Regions from separate parts of the Sus scrofa genome. Here region 2 is linked to region 1. Evidence: chromatin contacts called from public Hi-C data. All regions are on one chromosome and are shown on one strand. The core of a region is the stretch at or near the end of the contact, and the rest is flanking DNA. Distances in the headings are between cores, read along the strand shown. Region 1 holds the start of MCM3 (DNA replication licensing factor MCM3). Region 2 holds the start of GSTA4 (glutathione S-transferase alpha 4).

What was found. Hi-C and Micro-C count contacts between places; a contact is called where the count stands out from the background.
Region 2: a contact with region 1 is called in a Hi-C map of heart right ventricle, with 2.9 times the contacts expected there. The contact joins the promoter of GSTA4 here to the promoter of MCM3 in region 1. A contact is called at or near these places in 2 of 47 Hi-C or Micro-C datasets (embryonic fibroblasts and heart right ventricle).

The regions. Positions count from the first base shown.
Region 1 is chr7:46,101,698-46,105,872 of Sscrofa11.1, reverse strand. MCM3 (DNA replication licensing factor MCM3) reads left to right here and starts at 1,448. Exons shown (of 17, transcript XM_001924813.6): 1 at 1,448-1,652; 2 at 2,889-3,001; 3 at 3,684-3,892. The coding sequence starts at 1,575.
Region 2 is chr7:46,654,347-46,658,472 of Sscrofa11.1, reverse strand. GSTA4 (glutathione S-transferase alpha 4) reads left to right here and starts at 1,982. Exons shown (of 7, transcript NM_001243379.1): 1 at 1,982-2,075; 2 at 3,043-3,147. The coding sequence starts at 3,058.

The DNA of each region.
Region 1 (4,175 bases), core at 199-2,698:
AATATATAATTACAAGTAGGTGCCTTATCTAGAATTCCTCTTTCTTTTTTTTTGCCTATTAATATAAACAAAAGCAAGCAGCCAGATAAAGGCCTTTTCCCTTTGAGTAAGGATCTATATATCTGCTCCCTAGGATGACACAAAACATACGGTAACTATAAACATGATAACTAAAGTATAAACTATAACAACTAAATAATACATACATACAAATAGATGGCATAGAAATTTTGTTTAGGCAGATTATACTTAAAATACTTAGCAGGGCATAGTGAATCCTGGAAACCTTAAAACATGATTAGTTAACTGAAATTTCAGATATAGAATTATCAGGTGTTTAGTCCTGTGCACTGAAATTAAGGGCAATGGGACTGCTCCTTGTGCATTCAGTGGTTACAAGGGTGTACACATCAAAAAATTCATTGAAATGGATGTAAGATTTGTGCATTTTACCTCAAAAAAACCCCCAAAATATAAACAAACTGCAAAAGACTAAAAAGAAAACAAACCAAAAAAACCTCCTGCGATATGCAATCGGTCTTTTAATTGTTTATAATTTCAGATTTGCTGTTTTAATTAATGACTGAAACTTAAGAGTGGCGTGAAACACCTTTTGTTTCTCCTTCTATTTAATTACCTTTCCATAAGCTAAGTTTTTAAAAAAGATTTTGTGAACTTCTCATAAGGCGAGAAAGACTTTAACTTACCCATTTGCGAGTAGGATGGTGTAGTAATTACGTCCATAATTTCTTACAAAACACGAGGTCATCTGGGGTGGGGGTGGGGAAACGTCGCGAAAATTTTTCTTTCACGTTCCTCTCTTCCGCGGCCTAATATTTTTGTGGGGTATTTCAGGCCACGGTATTCAGATAGCAAATGAGTTGCTGAACTAAAGAACCTCTCCCAAAGATGCTGTGATTCTATTCTCCACCCTAGATTCTCGAAATTCACTTTTTCCCCGAATGCCACTAGAGGGCGTTTGAAAAACCTATCTATAGCACAACTGATATATATTGGATATATTTTAAAAACGGTTTGCCTTTGTGTTTTTTTCTCCCTGCATGCTAAACTCACATTCTCTGACGTCTAGTCTAGTTTCAGTCCAATCGCCGGGCCGAGTTTCACTCAGTGGCAGGTCGGGGAACCGCAACCAGAAAACACCCGGTAAAACATTGAGGAAAAAGAGGGACGACTACGACTCCCAGAAGGCAGCGCTTCAGGTCTCGCTGGCTCTCCGGCTGCCCAAGGAGCAGGCTCTGCGAGCCTCCTCTCATCTCATTGGTCAGCTTTCCTGTCAGTAAAGGTGGAGTAAGGAGGGGCCCGGCTAGCACAGTTCCCGCCACTCGGAGGAGCCGCAGAGAAAACCTAGAGAAGAAGCCGTCCTCGATTGGATACTCGCTGTTCTCGCGTAGGAATAACCAGCCAATCAGAGTGTATATATCCTCCCAAATACCCCACCCCTTCCTTGGGGTTACTTTTGTTGGCGGGAAAAGTAGAGAGGTTTTCGCGCCGGGGCGGGGCTACGCTAGGCTCTTTCGCGCGGCTCCGCTGGCAGGAGTTCCTTAGCAGCGAGCATGGCCGGGACCGTGGTGTTGGAAGATGTGGAGCTGCGAGAGGCGCAGAGAGACTACCTGGATTTCCTGGACGACGAGGTAAGGGAGGGCTGGGTGGTCCAGGAGCCCCGGGGGCCGCACTGAGGCCGAGGGAGACCGCGGAGCTCCAGGCTGCGGCGGCGGGACGGAGGTTAGGGACCTTCCGCCCTGATCTTGTAGCCTTTCTGGCAGCGGAGTCTGTGGTTGAGAGCAATCCTGTGGCTTTGCAGAGTACAAATGATGGCCGGGTCTCGCGAAAGGCGCAGGTTTCCTCCAAGCGCAAACCAAGTGCAAAGGCCACGCTGACTTTTTTCACTCCCTGCTCTCTTAATTTGGAGGGAGGGTCGGGGAAGGACCGCTGGAGAACGGTGATGGTAGTGACCTGCAGACTTATAGGGTCCCCAGGTTTTAGTGGCTGACTTTCCTGCCGGAGGAAACGACTCCCTTATTTGGCCGCGTTCCTTTTTCCCTACCTTTTGGGACGGAGAGAAATAGTGTTGGCGTGCAAATAAGGGGGGTTTGTATGCAGTTTAAGATTGACAGCCACAGAATGTTGTTTAAAGCGTCTTGAAGGGTTGATAGTGCTCTGTTTGCGAATGTCCGGATATGGGAACTCTATATTATGCAGATGATTGGGGAAATAAAGTAATTCCAGACAAAATTCTGCAACGAAAAGTCACTTTGAGTATTAAAAGTCTGTTTAATTTGCATTTTAACAAGGATTTTACTTGTTCTTTTTAAATTTTTTTTTTAGTTTTTAAATATTTTTTACATTGAAGGCTAGTTGACTTAGTGTTGTGTTTCAGGTGTATAGCAAAGTGATTCTGTTTTATATATGAGTGTGTGTGTGTATATATACACATATATATATATTCTTTCTCAGATTCCTCTTCATTAGACATTATTATAAGATTGAGTATGGTTCCTGGGCTATACAGTAGGTCCTTGTTTATTTTAGATATATTAGTATGTATCTGTTAATCCCAGACACCTACTTTATTCCTTCCCCTTAACTTGTCCTTAATTCCCCAGTAAAGGTTGTGAAATGACTGCACACAGAAGAGCTATTGGTGATAATAGGAATTACAGCATGGGTCTTGAGGAAGTCATAATTCATACACTGGTCTCTTAGGTGTCTTTGGAATGTGAGACTAGTGAGTGAAAATGTGGGAGGAACTGGGATTCACCTCTGCTGCAGAGATTGATATATTTATCTTGCTGTGAGAGCTGCCTCTGTTTAAAAGCATCATATATTTGAATTTGTGGCCGTTGTGACATGTGGTGGTTCTTTTGCAGGAAGATCAGGGAATTTATCAGAGCAAAGTTCGGGAGCTGATCAGTGACAACCAGTACCGCTTGATTGTCAATGTGAATGACCTTCGCAGGAAGAATGAGAAGAGGGCTAACCGGTGAGTGGCTAGGTGTCCACCGCCACATCCTGGCCCTGAGTCAGAATGGCTCCCTTCTCTTCATTGGATTGGAGTAGACTTCCCAGCAGAGGATCTGGATGAAATGTTTCTGACCTAGAAGCCCTTAGTACCTCACCTGCTCTTATGTTTTTTACTTCTTTCCAAAGTAGGTGGTAGGCATTTTCCTCTCAAGAGCCCTTCCTACCGTGTTTAATTATATATCATGTCTCTGTCTTTGATAAGTTGAATTAAGGTTGGCCCTCAGTTCTGGTGTATTTTACTGGGTCTTGTAGGATGGCAGGAGAAAGTAGAAGCCAGATTTTCACTCCTAAGCTTTGATTATCTAAAAATGTCTACTGCTGTTTTGTAGGTTGAGTTTTTTTTTTTTTTAAGTGCCGCATCTGTGACCTATGGAGGTTCCCAGGCTAGGGATCCAATTGGAGCTGTAGCCGCTGTCCTACGCCACAGCAACACTGGATCCGAGCCAAGTCTGTGAGCTACACCACAGTTCACAGCAACACCAGATCCTTAACCCACTGAGCAAGGCCAGGGATCAAACCCGCATCCTCAAGGATGCTAGTCAGGTTCGCTCACTGCTGAGCCATGACGGGAACTCCAGTAGGTTGAGTTTGTCAAGTTCTGCCCTCTCTGCCTAATGATTCTTCTTCTTGCCTATCCGCAGCCTCCTGAACAATGCTTTTGAGGAGCTGGTTGCCTTCCAGCGGGCCTTAAAGGATTTTGTGGCCTCCATTGATGCTACATATGCCAAGCAGTATGAGGAGTTCTACATAGGTTTGGAGGGCAGCTTTGGCTCCAAGCACGTCTCTCCCCGGACTCTCACCTCCTGCTTCCTTAGCTGTGTCGTGTGTGTCGAGGGCATTGTCACTAAATGTGAGTGGGCTGGAGTGGAGGGCTAATTGAATGGAGGTGGGATAGACGTGGGGTGGGGCAGGCTGGAAGGCAGGAAAGGTGCAGTAGGGTTGGGGAGCTTATGGCTTCAGAAGGGTGAAGCACTGAAATTTCAGGGTGAAGCTTGGAGGAGCCCAGCCGTGCACAGTGATGGAGGACCTGTGCCAGCAGAAGGAGGAAGTCTGCTGAGAGCAGAGGATTCTTCGCTCTTGGCAGTCTCCTCATTCTGACCCTGAACTTTTGCTACTTCTCCCTCTGGATGAAC
Region 2 (4,126 bases), core at 733-3,232, 550 kb before region 1:
AATAGATAATAAAAAAAATTAATATAAAAAATGTTTTTAAAAAAGCAGATGAAAACAATCTTTTTGATTTCATTATGATTAATATCTCACTTGTATTTTTCTAGCTTTCATAGTAAACGCATGTACAAAACAATGCTTCAAAAGAAGCTCATAACTTCATGAATTCTATTCAAGATTCCACAGGAAACTGATTTCCCAAACATTCTTAGACTCCTTGAAAGAATTTTGAGGAACATGATTTACAGATGAATCTTTGTTAGTGAATCTGTAGATTTGCCCTTCCTGGTTAGAACACCTTCACTGCCCCCACCCCCGACTATATAATTATTCCCTTTGCCCTAAGATTTTGGCATATGTTCCCCCACTACCATCTGATCAGATGCCCCACAGAGTCAAGCTCTCAGCCACCAAAACCTGCTGTTCGAATAGGGTCCAATACATTCAATCCTAGCTGTGGCTGTTGCTTCCATCTTCCCGGAGTATTTACTTATAAAAGCACCTCTTAAACTGTGATCTAAAGGTCTTGATTTTTGTCCAGGCGATTCGATTTACTACTGAGTGGGTGGGGAAGGGTCAAAGGCCGAGACAAGTGCCCGGGGCCTCTGAACATATATATCAGGTAGATAGAAAGACGTCTTGAGTGGGACTGTCCCAGGTTGAGAGCAACTGAGAGTCTCCAAGAATAGAATGATTTCAAGGCTTCCAAGGAACACGATGACATTAGGATACCTGCCATAGAATGGCAGAATTATTATAACAGGACTTTTTATATCTCCACAAGCCTGTGTAAAGACAGAGTCTTATGACACTCCTTTAGGTTTTCTTTCAGGTAAACAAGATTGCTAGGATGTGATCCCTAATTTATTAGTCTGGACGTGTGAAGTGAGCGATTCTGTACGTTAGGGGAAAAATAGTAAAATAGCAATATGATATGGCTCAAGCAACTAGAAATAAGGAAATGGAGATAAATGGCTTATCAGCAAAGGTGAATAATAATGTTTGTTCTACTTAGTTCAATGAGAGTGGAAAAAATTAGTAAGGAATGATCACCTTGAGCAGGTTTAGATATGGCTCCCTCTCCATGTTAAACTGTGTTAGATCAGAATGAGGAAGACGAAATTGAATATATATATTATTTGTATTCGAAAGTGACTTTTCTGGCTCGCATGCAAAATGAAGAAACATCTCTATTCACCGTGTCAAGGAATAAAGGAGGGGAAGGAGAAAGCAATACACAAAATGAGAGAAATTAAGTTCTACGTTTAATACGTGTACTTAATGCCTTTTGAAAATTTAGTCAAGATACCTGCTCTTGCAGTGTGTAAGAAAAAGAAAAGAATAATGTCAAAAGAATAAGTAAAAGAAAGGAATAATGTCAAAAGAAAGGCAGACTGCCACATGCAGCGCCTCATTTGGATGTGTCTGGAGTCTTGGAAGCTTGACTACCCTACGTTCTCCTACAAATGGACCTTGAGAGCTTGTTTGGAGGTTCTAGCAGGGGAGCGCAGCTACTCGTATACCCTTGACCGAAGAACGGTCCTCCTCTATCGGGGATGGTCGTCCTCTTCGACCGAGCGCGCAGCTTCGGGAGGGACGCACATGGAGCGGTGAGGGAGGAAGGGGACACCCGCCTAGCCAGCCAGATCAGCCGAATCAACCCTGGCGATCAATGGGGTGACAGATGTCGCAGCCAGATCGCCCTCACATCCGAGGCCTGAGGAAGGCCGCGCGGTATATAAACCTGAGGAAATTTGTGTCTTTCTGCATAGGCCGAGTTATTTATTGCACTAAATCGCTAACATGCCTTTCAAACTAAATCTAACTAACACTTAAAAGGTCAATTAATCCCTCAGATCGCTAAAATTTGGGTTTAAATGACGTGAATTGGGGTTACTTTTGTATTATCCAGCATGCCTTGCAGAATGGGTGGAGCATGCTAAATACTGCCGTCTCTATTGGCGAAATCCTCCGGAGCCTCGCCCACCTCGAGCATCTCCGGCAGCCCGCGGGTTCCCCAGCTGCAGACAGCTAGCGGGGGCGTTTTGTTCGGTTCCGGGCGCTCGGAGTGGACCCAGGTCTGTCTTTCTCTTGCTGCCCCCACCTGCCCTTTCCCCTCTTAACTGTTTTTCTCCTGGCTCTGAGCCTCTGACTCTCCCTCCATACCCTAAGTACCCTGCGCCCATCCTTCTCTCGTCTTTCTCTCCTAGGTCCTTTGCGCCCCCGCACCATCCGGGTCGGTGGGGCCCCCGGGCCGGGGTGGGGGTCTTGCTCGGCTCGATGTGGAATGATTTTTAACACTCTCTGTGGAGTTCGCAGCCCTGTAAGGGGAGGCAGGCTCGGATGGTCCCCGAGCCAGGCCACGCGGGCTGAGCAGCCACGCGAAGTGCTGGGGCCTGGCTCCGCGGCCCAGCGGTGGTTTGGTCGCAGCGGGGGCTGGGGGCTCGTGTCCTCGCCGGGAGCAGGCGGGGCTTGCGCGACCTAGGGCCGCTTTGCCCGCAGACGCAGGCCGTGCAAACAATAGTAATCTTTGGTCCATCCACCTCCCTGTTGCTGTGAGGCTCAAATCTGAATGCGTGTGGACGCGAATTCTTGCAGCTGTTCCATGGGTATGTTTCTTCTCCGCGGCCTGGGGTCTGGCCTGTCCGGGCCGAATTTGTGAAATCTCAGATTTTCAAGGTCAAAGTATATGATGTTCCTAATCTGCGAAGTCCCGTGTTGCTAGTACAGATGTCTTTCCAGCAACTGGCCTCAGCTTCCCACGATCCAGAGTGTGAAATCATAAATAGAAATGATATGAAAGCCAAGTGTGTGGGCTTATTTAAGGTTTTAAAATGGTGGTATGTTATTGTTGAGTGAGGGAAAACGCAGTGGTGGTGGGGGGGGGGGATATAAATAAAACCCCTTCCCTTCCAAACCACAGAAATCCAAAAAAACAATTTCTTGTGCCCAAATCTTGAATATTCATTTAGCGTCTGAGGACTGGGATGAGGACACGAAATTGAGGCAGTTCTTTTGCGAGGAGCTGCTGGGTTTGTTTTTCAGAAAAGCTGAAAAGCCATGATGGCTACGAAGCCCAAGCTCCACTATCCCAATGGACGAGGCCGGATGGAATCCGTGAGATGGGTTTTAGCTGCCGCAGGAGTCGAGGTACCTTCCCTACCAATTGCTGTTTCTGCACAAATTTGTCCTACAACGTTGGGACTTTCGAGGGAAATGTCAATGGGGAGCCCTGTCTTCTCCCTCTAATACTACAGACATGGTTCAACGAATCGGAAGAGCCCTTCCATAAAAGGATTTCTCTATTAAGAATGGAGTTGATGGAATTCTATTTTACTTTTAGCTTTTTCTTAATCATAGGCTTCTGATCTACCACCAATAAATATTTATTAATGAGGAGAAAAGGAATGAAGCTGCAATTTGCCAATTATACCCAGAATTTTGTGAATATAGAATATCTGAGTGAAGAGTTCCCGTTGTGGCTCAGTGGTTAATGAATCTGACCGAGAACCATGAGGTTTCGGGTTCTATCCCTGGCCCCGCTCAGCGGGTTAAGGATCCGGTGTTGCCATGAGCTGTGGTGTAGGTCGCAGATGCAGCTTAGATCCCGCATTGCTGTGGCTCTGGCGTAGGCCGGTGGCTACGGCTCCAATTCAACCCCTACCCTGGGAACCTCCATATGCCGCCAGAGCGGCCAAAGAAATGGCAAAAAGACAAAAAAAAAAAAAAAAAAAAAAATCTTAATTTCCTGTGTGCTTCTGTGGCTTCAAACTGACAGCCTTCCTGTCTTGTCTGCATACTTGTATGCTTTGGCCCACAGTGTTTTGGGTCTTGTTTTTATTCTGTTCCTGTAGCTCCTTATTTATGGAAACTTTCAGATACACACAGGTAGAGAGAACATTACCAGGAGTTCCTTGTACCTGTCACCCAGCTTCAACAGCCATCAGCTTTATGCTCATCTTGTTTCATCTGTTTCCTCTCCTCCACTTGCTTTGCTGGGAGTATTTTAAAGTAAAATCCAAACATCATATACTTCATCTGTGAGACTCCAGCTTTGATCTCTAAATGATGAGCATTTTAAAACATAACTACAACCATGATCACACCCAACACAATTAACAACAACTCC